Regions from separate parts of the Sus scrofa genome. Here region 2 is linked to region 1. Evidence: chromatin contacts called from public Hi-C data. All regions are on one chromosome and are shown on one strand. The core of a region is the stretch at or near the end of the contact, and the rest is flanking DNA. Distances in the headings are between cores, read along the strand shown. Region 1 holds the start of IKZF1 (DNA-binding protein Ikaros). Region 2 overlaps IKZF1 (DNA-binding protein Ikaros).

Evidence for each region. A called contact is a pair of places that touch in the nucleus more often than the background predicts.
Region 2: a Hi-C map of fetal liver shows a contact between it and region 1, with 2.0 times the contacts expected there. The contact joins the enhancer-like site here to the promoter of IKZF1 in region 1. A contact is called at or near these places in 1 of 5 promoter capture datasets (fetal liver), 8 of 47 Hi-C or Micro-C datasets (alveolar macrophages, blood, fetal liver and 1 more) and 1 of 2 datasets of contacts at active chromatin or transcription factors (alveolar macrophages).

The regions. Positions count from the first base shown.
Region 1 is chr9:136,369,855-136,373,546 of Sscrofa11.1, forward strand. It overlaps IKZF1 (DNA-binding protein Ikaros), which reads left to right and starts at 2,348. Exons shown (of 9, transcript XM_021063913.1): 1 at 2,348-2,413.
Region 2 is chr9:136,420,794-136,424,571 of Sscrofa11.1, forward strand. The region is part of intron 3 of IKZF1 (DNA-binding protein Ikaros); the gene reads left to right. Among named protein-coding and RNA genes, the nearest start is that of IKZF1, 50 kb to the left of the region's middle. Within about 2 kb of position 1,593, at least 11 of the 83 cell types and tissues checked have an H3K27ac peak or open chromatin away from gene starts, as enhancers often do. A contact at or near this core is called in alveolar macrophages and fetal liver, where this site is marked.

The sequences.
Region 1 (3,692 bases), core at 1,098-3,597:
CCATTTTCAAAAGTTCCGCAGACATGGTTTCAAATAGTCTCATAATAATCCTGGTTTTTGTTACCTCTACCCTTATATAGATCCGCCAATGTGCATTTATTGTTGTTTCTAGTGGCTTCAGGTTCTTTCGATTTTTTTTTATGGCTGCACCCATGGCATATGGAAGTTCCCGGATTGAATCTGGGCCTCAGCTGCGACCTGCGTAGCTTCAGCAGCACCTTTAAGCCACTGCACCAGATCAGGGATCGAACCCTCACCTCCACAGCAACCTGAGTCTCTGCAGCCAGGTTCTTCACTCACTGTGCTACAGCAGGAACTTAAATAGCTTTAACTTCTGATAGAAGTGTCCCCTCTGGCCCCATAGAGTCTGTCCGCAGACCCAGGTTACAAAAGGAGTTCCTTCTGCCCCATCTGTTTGGAGCAGGACATGAGCCTACTTCTTCTCAGCTTGCTCCCCGTCTCAATAAGAGGCTGGGTTAATCATAGTGTGATTAATACTAAATAATAATCACTACTCACTGAGCCCTCTGCTCTGCTAGGCATACCGCAAGAGCTTCCACATGGGATCTACTTTATCCACCAACAATCGTGTAAGGTAACTTTTATCATTACCATCGATTTATAGATGGGGAAACTGAGGCATAGAGAGGTTAAGCATCTCGGAAATCAAGACCACACAGCCCAAATGGTTTGGGCTCCTGGCCTCATGCTCTTCTGCCCCAGGAGGCTTTGCCTTGGCTGGATGAGGTCGTCGGAGTCCTGGACTCACACTCCTGGGGCCCATGCACCACATTGAAAGAGCCAAGCCTTTGGGGCTGAGGGTGCGGCATTCTTCCAAGTATTCGAGGTGTGCTGTGACCCTGGCTGTCAGCCTCCCTTTGGGCCTTGTGCCCTGTGTTCACTGCCTCATTTAGCCTTGACCATCTTTAGGGTGAAGTGGCACTCACTCCTTTTGCAGATAAAGATGATGGGGGTTCAGAGAGGTTCCATAACGTGGCCCAGGTCACAGGTGAGGGAAGGACTGGGAGTTGAGTCCATGATGATCCTTTTACTAGACCTGCCTCCTCTGGGCTTTAAGCAGGGAGTTAAGTGGCGCCCACAGACTTTCAGGACGCATGGTAGCCACTGGCTTCAGTGGCCCAGGAAGAATTTGGCAGGTGCTGTTTGTAGCTCATGGAGCGGAGAAGAGACTTTTCCCAGGAATGGCAGAGGAGCAGCCTGTCGACGGGGTACTGGTCCTGCCACCAGTCTCCTCCTTAGGCCACAGCCTTTCCTGGCCACACCCAGCTGCCTGTCCCTTCTCCCCAGCAGACACTTCTCTCCCCTCGAAAGACCTGAACTGCCTCCCCCCTCGAGGTCCCCAGCGCCCTTCCTCACTCTTCCCAGCACAATCGGGTCTGTCCTGCTCAGAGGGGCGCGGAGGCATATGTCTGCGCCCTCCCTGCGCCTGGTGCAAGACTTGAAGAGCAAGGGCTTTGCCTCCTGCAACTCAGTCCCTCCTCTGTCGCCTGCGGGGGCTCAGGACGAATCTGTAGAATTCCTGACTCTTGCTCTTCTGCTCCTATTGAACACTGTCGCCGGCTCCTGCTCGGGTGGGGCCCGCTTAATCACAGTGATGGATTCCTGGCGGAGCGCGAAGAGGTGCGCTGTCAGAGGCCGCCCTGCCCTTTGAATTCATCCACAGCGCCTTCCACTCGCGCTTCGGGCCTCACGGAGGGAGAGGCTGAGGCGCAAAGAGCCTGGCGCGGGGCTGCAGGTTTGCCCGGCGTGCCGCCGCCGCCGCCCTTTCCACCCGCGTGCGCGCCTGGGCCGAGAGGGAAGGCGCGATCCCAACTTCTGCCGGAGCAGGTGGGAGGGAAGAGACGGGAGGTATTCCATTGGCTGTCTGGGAAGTGAACTGTACCTTCCCCTCACTTGCGGAGGATCAACTTTTCCCACCCCTCTCGGCTGGGCACTCGTAATCCGGGGTCTCAGCCAGGATCTGGGAGCCTGGTGGTCCCAGTTCGAAGGAAGCGAGGCCTGGAGGGCGGAGGACGTCCCTAGACGCTGGGGAAAGTGCTTCACAGGACCCTGAGTCCGCCCGACGGGTGCCCCGTCGAGCGGCCCGGGACACAGGGTTGAGGGTCCCCGGGAGTGCGCCGCCGTTCCGGCGGCCTCGCAAGCGTGGTCCGCGCCGGGCCGCCAAGGGTTAAGCGCAGGTCCCGCTGCGCGGTGGCAGATCCACCGCCCGGCCCGGGACGCCTGAGCGCCGGCCACCAGTGGCCGCGCGGAGCCGCGGGCGCGATGCGGCGCTGGAATGAGGAAGCGCGGCGGGGAGGGGAGGGCCGGGGCGCGCTGCGCGCGGGGGTGGCGGCGGCGCGCCCTGCGGGCCCGGCGCGGGGGAGCGGGCTGCAGCCGGCAGCGGCGCCAGCAGGTACGGCCCGCGCCCGCCGCCGTCCCGGGGGCCCGCGGGGGCCGGGGTCCAGCCCCGCGTGGCGGCAAAGTTTGTGCGCGCGGCCCCGGAGTTGCGGTCGGGACGCCGCGGCGCGAGCGGGCGACCGGCGGCGGGGGCGGCGCGCCTCGCTCTCCGTCCCTCTCCAAGCCCCGCTCCGAGTCCCCGCCCGGCCCCAGTCCCTGTCCAAGCCCCGCGCTGGTCCCGCCAGGCGCTGGGAGCGGCGAGCCCGCCGCGGGCTGGAGCGTGTGCGCCGGGCGACGCGGCGGCGGAGCAGGTGGCGCCGGGACCCGCGTGGCGCGCAGCCCCAAACTTTGCGCAGCGCGGGCGGCGGGCGCGCGCTCGGGTCCCCGGCGCTCGGGGCGGGCGGCCGCAGGTGGCGGAGCGCTGGCCGCGGGGGCGCGGCGCGGGGACCCAGGTGCGCGGCCCGTGGGCGGCGCTGTGCGCGCGGGACGGCCGCCGGCTGCGAGTGCGAAAGCGCCGGCTGGGCGCAGCGGGCGGGGGGTGGGGAGCGCGGCGGAGAAATGGGGAACAATGCGAGTGAGCAACTTCAGGAAGTCATTGTGAAAGAAAGCTGGGAAGAGCTGGGCGGCCGAGTTAGCCGGGCGCTCTAACAAGTGCCTGCGCGGCCCGCGCCCAGGGCGGCCACTGCGGCGAAGGTCCCTGGGTCCCGGCGGAGCGCAGCCGAGCCCGGGCCGGACGCTTGGCCGCGGCAAGGCGGCCGACCGGCGAGCCAGGCTCAGAGGGTGTTCTTCGCGCCCGAGGATCAATCTTGGACCCCCCTCAAAGTGCGAGGCACAAATCCACGTGAGTGTTTTCAAATTGAATTTCCATCGGAAAACTTGGATTCAAAGAAAGAGAGAGAAGGGGAAAGAAAGCAAAAGACGGGACGGTCCAATTTGTAACTCCTGATTTCGCTCGGATCAGCCTCTCCTTTCTGGGGACAGAGATAGCGTGGACTTGCCAAAGCCTGGGCCACGTCGCGCTGTGCCCACAGGTGCAGGACCAGGCCGGCCGCGGGGCACTTCTGAGCTGTCCGGCTGCCTCTGTGCAGAGGACGTTGTAGCTGTTGGTCCTGTTTAAATCGATATGCGCTTATATAGTGAGATCACGGAAGTCAGCCTTTGTAAAGTCATTCATACAGAGCTGGCTTGTCTTACTTTTGACGTGAGAGCGTTTTGCTTATACTGGAAAATAATTAGATCGAGTCCGAACTTGCTTTCTGCAAAATAGGAATTATCCCGGTTTGAGAAGTTGGTAG
Region 2 (3,778 bases), core at 343-2,842, 50 kb after region 1:
CCAGCGGGTTCCTTTGCACTTGCTTGCTCCTTCGTCCCTCGATCTCCTGCTTCTCCCTCTCTGCCTGGTCTGCGTTTTCGAACGGCGCTTAGAGGTCCCACAGCGCCGCCCGAGCAGACCGCCGCCCTCGGTCCCTCTGGGTCCGCTTTGAGGTCTCTGCTCTAAAGTCAGCGCCGTGATTATGATGCAAGGAAATTCCGCATGTTTTCACGCTGGCTTTTTACGTACAGGGGAAGAATCACGGGTGGTTTCGTAGACTCACTGGGAGTTTCTGGGTCTCAGACCCTTCAGGGCAGATGTGCCCGCGCCCTCGGCCTGCATCCTCCAGCCCCGGGTGCTGGGCGGGCCTGAGACTCTCTCTCCAGGGCTAAGAACTAGGAGATTGCTCTCTTGACAGGTTTGACTTAGTGCACAAAAGGGTGTGAGCGTCTGTGAGAGTGTGAGCGTGTGTGTGTATGAGCACGTGCGTCTGTACCTGTGTGTGACTGTGTCTGAGTGTGTGTGAGTATATGCGTGTATGGGGGTGTATGTGTGTGTGGGGGGGGTGTGTTTTGTGGATCCGTGTGTATGTATGTCTGTGTATGTCTGTGTGTACGTATACGTGTGTATGTGTATGAGTCTGTTCATGTATGTGTATGGGTGTGTGTCTGGATATTTGGGTCTGGATGTGTGTGAGTGTGTGTGTAAGTATGCGAGTGTGTTGTGTGTGTGTTCATGTGAGTTTGGGGGTTTTGTGTGGCTGTATGTGTGTTTGGGGATGTGTATCTATGTGTTTGGGGGGTATGTCCATGTGTATCTATGTGTGTTTGGGGGTGTGTTTGTGTATGTTTGGCGGTATATGTGTGTCTGTGTGTGTGTCTTGTGTGTGTGTGTGTGTGTGTATGTTTAGGGGGTGTGTCTGTGTGTGTGTGTTTGAAGGTGTCTCTGTGTGTTTGGGGGCGTCTGTGCATGTGTCTGTGTGTATTCGGGGGGTGTCTCTTTGTATGTCTCTGTGTGTGTTTTGGGGGGGTGTCTGTGTGTGTGTGTCTGTATCTGTGGGGGGGCTGTGTGTGTGTCTGTGTATCTGTGTGTGTGTGTTTGGGGTGAGTCTGTGGGGGTGCTATGTGTCTGTGTGTCTGTGTTTGGTGTTTGTGTGTGTGTGTGTGTGTGTTTGGAGTGTGTCTCTGTGTGTGTGTGTATGTGGGCCGTATGTCTGTGCGTTTGGTGTGTGTGAGGGTGTGTGTGTGTGTGTGTGTGTGTTTGGGATGTGTCTCCATGTGTATGTGGGCCATGTGTCTGTGTGTGTGTATTTTGTGGGGGGGGTAGGGATGTGTGTGTGTGTTTGGGGTGTGTGTGTCTGTGTGTCTGGGGGGGGGGTGAGGGCACACACTGCTGGCCGCCCCACCTGCCATTCCTGGTCCTGGCTTCCCCACTGTCACTTCTCCACACATCTCTGCGTTTCGGTTGGGCCGCTGTCCCCGGGCTTCCTCTTTCCCTGATTCCTATATTTCATTATTCGCCCTTGTTCCTCTTCGAGGGCTTTTACAATACAGGCAGGAGGATGTGGAAACTCAGTTAAAATACGACACACAGCTCAGTGTCACAACCCTGCCGTCGTGCCTGCCTCTGGAGGCCAGGCCGTGCGGCGGGTCCCGGGGGCAAGGGCAGAAGCGCTGGGGCGGCGCGGATGCTCGTCGTGTGCAGCCGGTGGGGGGGGCCCGGGGCCAGCACCGGCCCAGGCAGAGGCCGTGGCTGCCTTTCTGCTGCGGGAGCCTGTTGATCCTCCGCCCCTGGCCCCCGCTGGCTCCCAGCTTCCCTGTCTCCACCCGGGGGCCCTGAGCAGGGACCTCTACGACGCCCTGTGGCCCCGGCGCCTCCTCGCAGCTCTTGGAAGCCTCTAGAACCCGGGTCCATCCCTCTCTCTGACCACCCACCACGCATGCGCCCACGTGTCCCTGGGAATCCATCTCCCTGCCTCTCGTCCTGCACACCGTCCCCGGGAGGCCCAGCTCCGCTCCCTCCCCCTCCGGCTCCCACAGGGACCCCCTGTGCTGGCCCTGGGCAGGGGCTCCCCCGCCCTCCTGAGACCGCACCCCCTCCCTCGGGCTTTGCACCCACACCCTCAAGGCCCCAAGCGCAGAGCCGAGGCTCACCCAGGGCCCAGTGCACAGACACAATCACTGCTCGCCCCGGGGGTTTGAGGCCGGGTGCACCTGCCAAGACCCCCAGGAGGAGGCTTCAGCAGTTCCCAGCGTGGTAGCCCTCCGGCCTCCGGCCTGTGTTTTACTCAGCTTTCCCACCAGAAGGGCATCTGCGGAGGCCAACGGGCAGACCCGGCTGAGCCATGCAAAGTGCACATCTGGGGAGAGAGCGGGGGTCCAGAGCTGGCCCCTCCCCATCCAGTGGGTGACCTTGGGCAGGTCGGGCGGCCCCTGTCTGAGCCCTGTGTGTCTCTCTTTAAAGAGTCCCACAGAGAGGGGAGGGGCGGTTGGGACCCAGCAGCCTTGCCCTGGATGGGCCGTGCCTGGTGTGGCTTTTGGGTTTTCAGTGGGAAGAACGCATGACCCAGATGGGTCCTTTTCACGTTTCTCAGTAAACAGTGTTGAATCACAAAGCCGGGACAGGGGACAGAGGGGAGGAGGAACCTTCCTTATTTCCAAGAACTGTTGCCTAAGGGAAGGACAGGGCTCTTTCTGGACCCGGCTCCTAGGAAACAGATGAGATCTACTAGGAAAACTGACGTTTCAGGTTCTTCCCAAGAGACATGAGACGGTGACCAAGTGCCAGGAACCCGGCCTGCTGAGTGATGAGGTGTCCCCGAGCGGGCTGCGGGCGTCTGTGCCCCTCACCTCCAAGGGTCTGGAGCCTCAGGCCGGTGTCCCATCAGAGGAGACCCAGGCCCAAGGCTGGGTGACTCTCTCGGGGCCAGAGCATCTCAGAGGCAGAGGGAGGCCAGGCAGGACTTCCTTTTCCAAACCCACCTCCAGGCCCTGGACCCGTGCTCAGAGTAACGTTCCAGATCTTTCTGTGAAGGCTGATGGGCTAACACACCTGGCGTTTGTAGGGTCAGGAAATCAGGAGGGGGGAGGCCGGGGGGAGAGAAGAAAGGAAGGGGACAACTTCGAAGAGCTCCTAAAGCGAAGACCTCGAAAAGGCAGGGTATTCACGCTTACTTGACCCAGCTTCCTGAAAAGCTTATACCAGATGCTCTCTGACACACACACACACAGGTGTGTAGACACACACACCCACACTCGCACACATGCCCGTGGGCTCTCGTGCACAGGCCAGGCGCCCCGCATCCCCTGAGGGTCAGTCCTGGCCGCCCTCGCGGCCCCAGCCCTGTCCCCTGGCAGATGCCCATGTCGTTACAGACCCGAGGCGGCTCCTACTTTCTGCCCCTTCCTCTCACATCCGGTCCCCCTGCCCCCTCCCCCCAGCCCAGCTCCTGCCCGCCCGAAGGCTTGGGGTGGAGGGCGGGAGGGGTGGGAGAAGCAGGGTGAAGCCTCGTGTCCACCCTGGGCCGTCGGAGGGCGCATCCCCCAGGAGTCAGCGCGGGAGCCTCCCCTTGAGGCTGGGCGGTGGCTCTGCGCTCGCTCCAGCCTCTTCCAGGCCCTCCTGCTCCCTGCTGAGTCACCTCTTGCCTGGGATTCTGGCGGGACCCCTCGGAGCTTCTGGAAGGGCGGGGTGGCGGGGCGCGCCCTGTGTGTCCCGAGGGAGATTGCTTTATCTCTGGCTGTCCTGAAGTGGGGCCGGCTCCTGGGATCTGTGGGGCTTGACGTGGTGCCAGGTGTGGGGA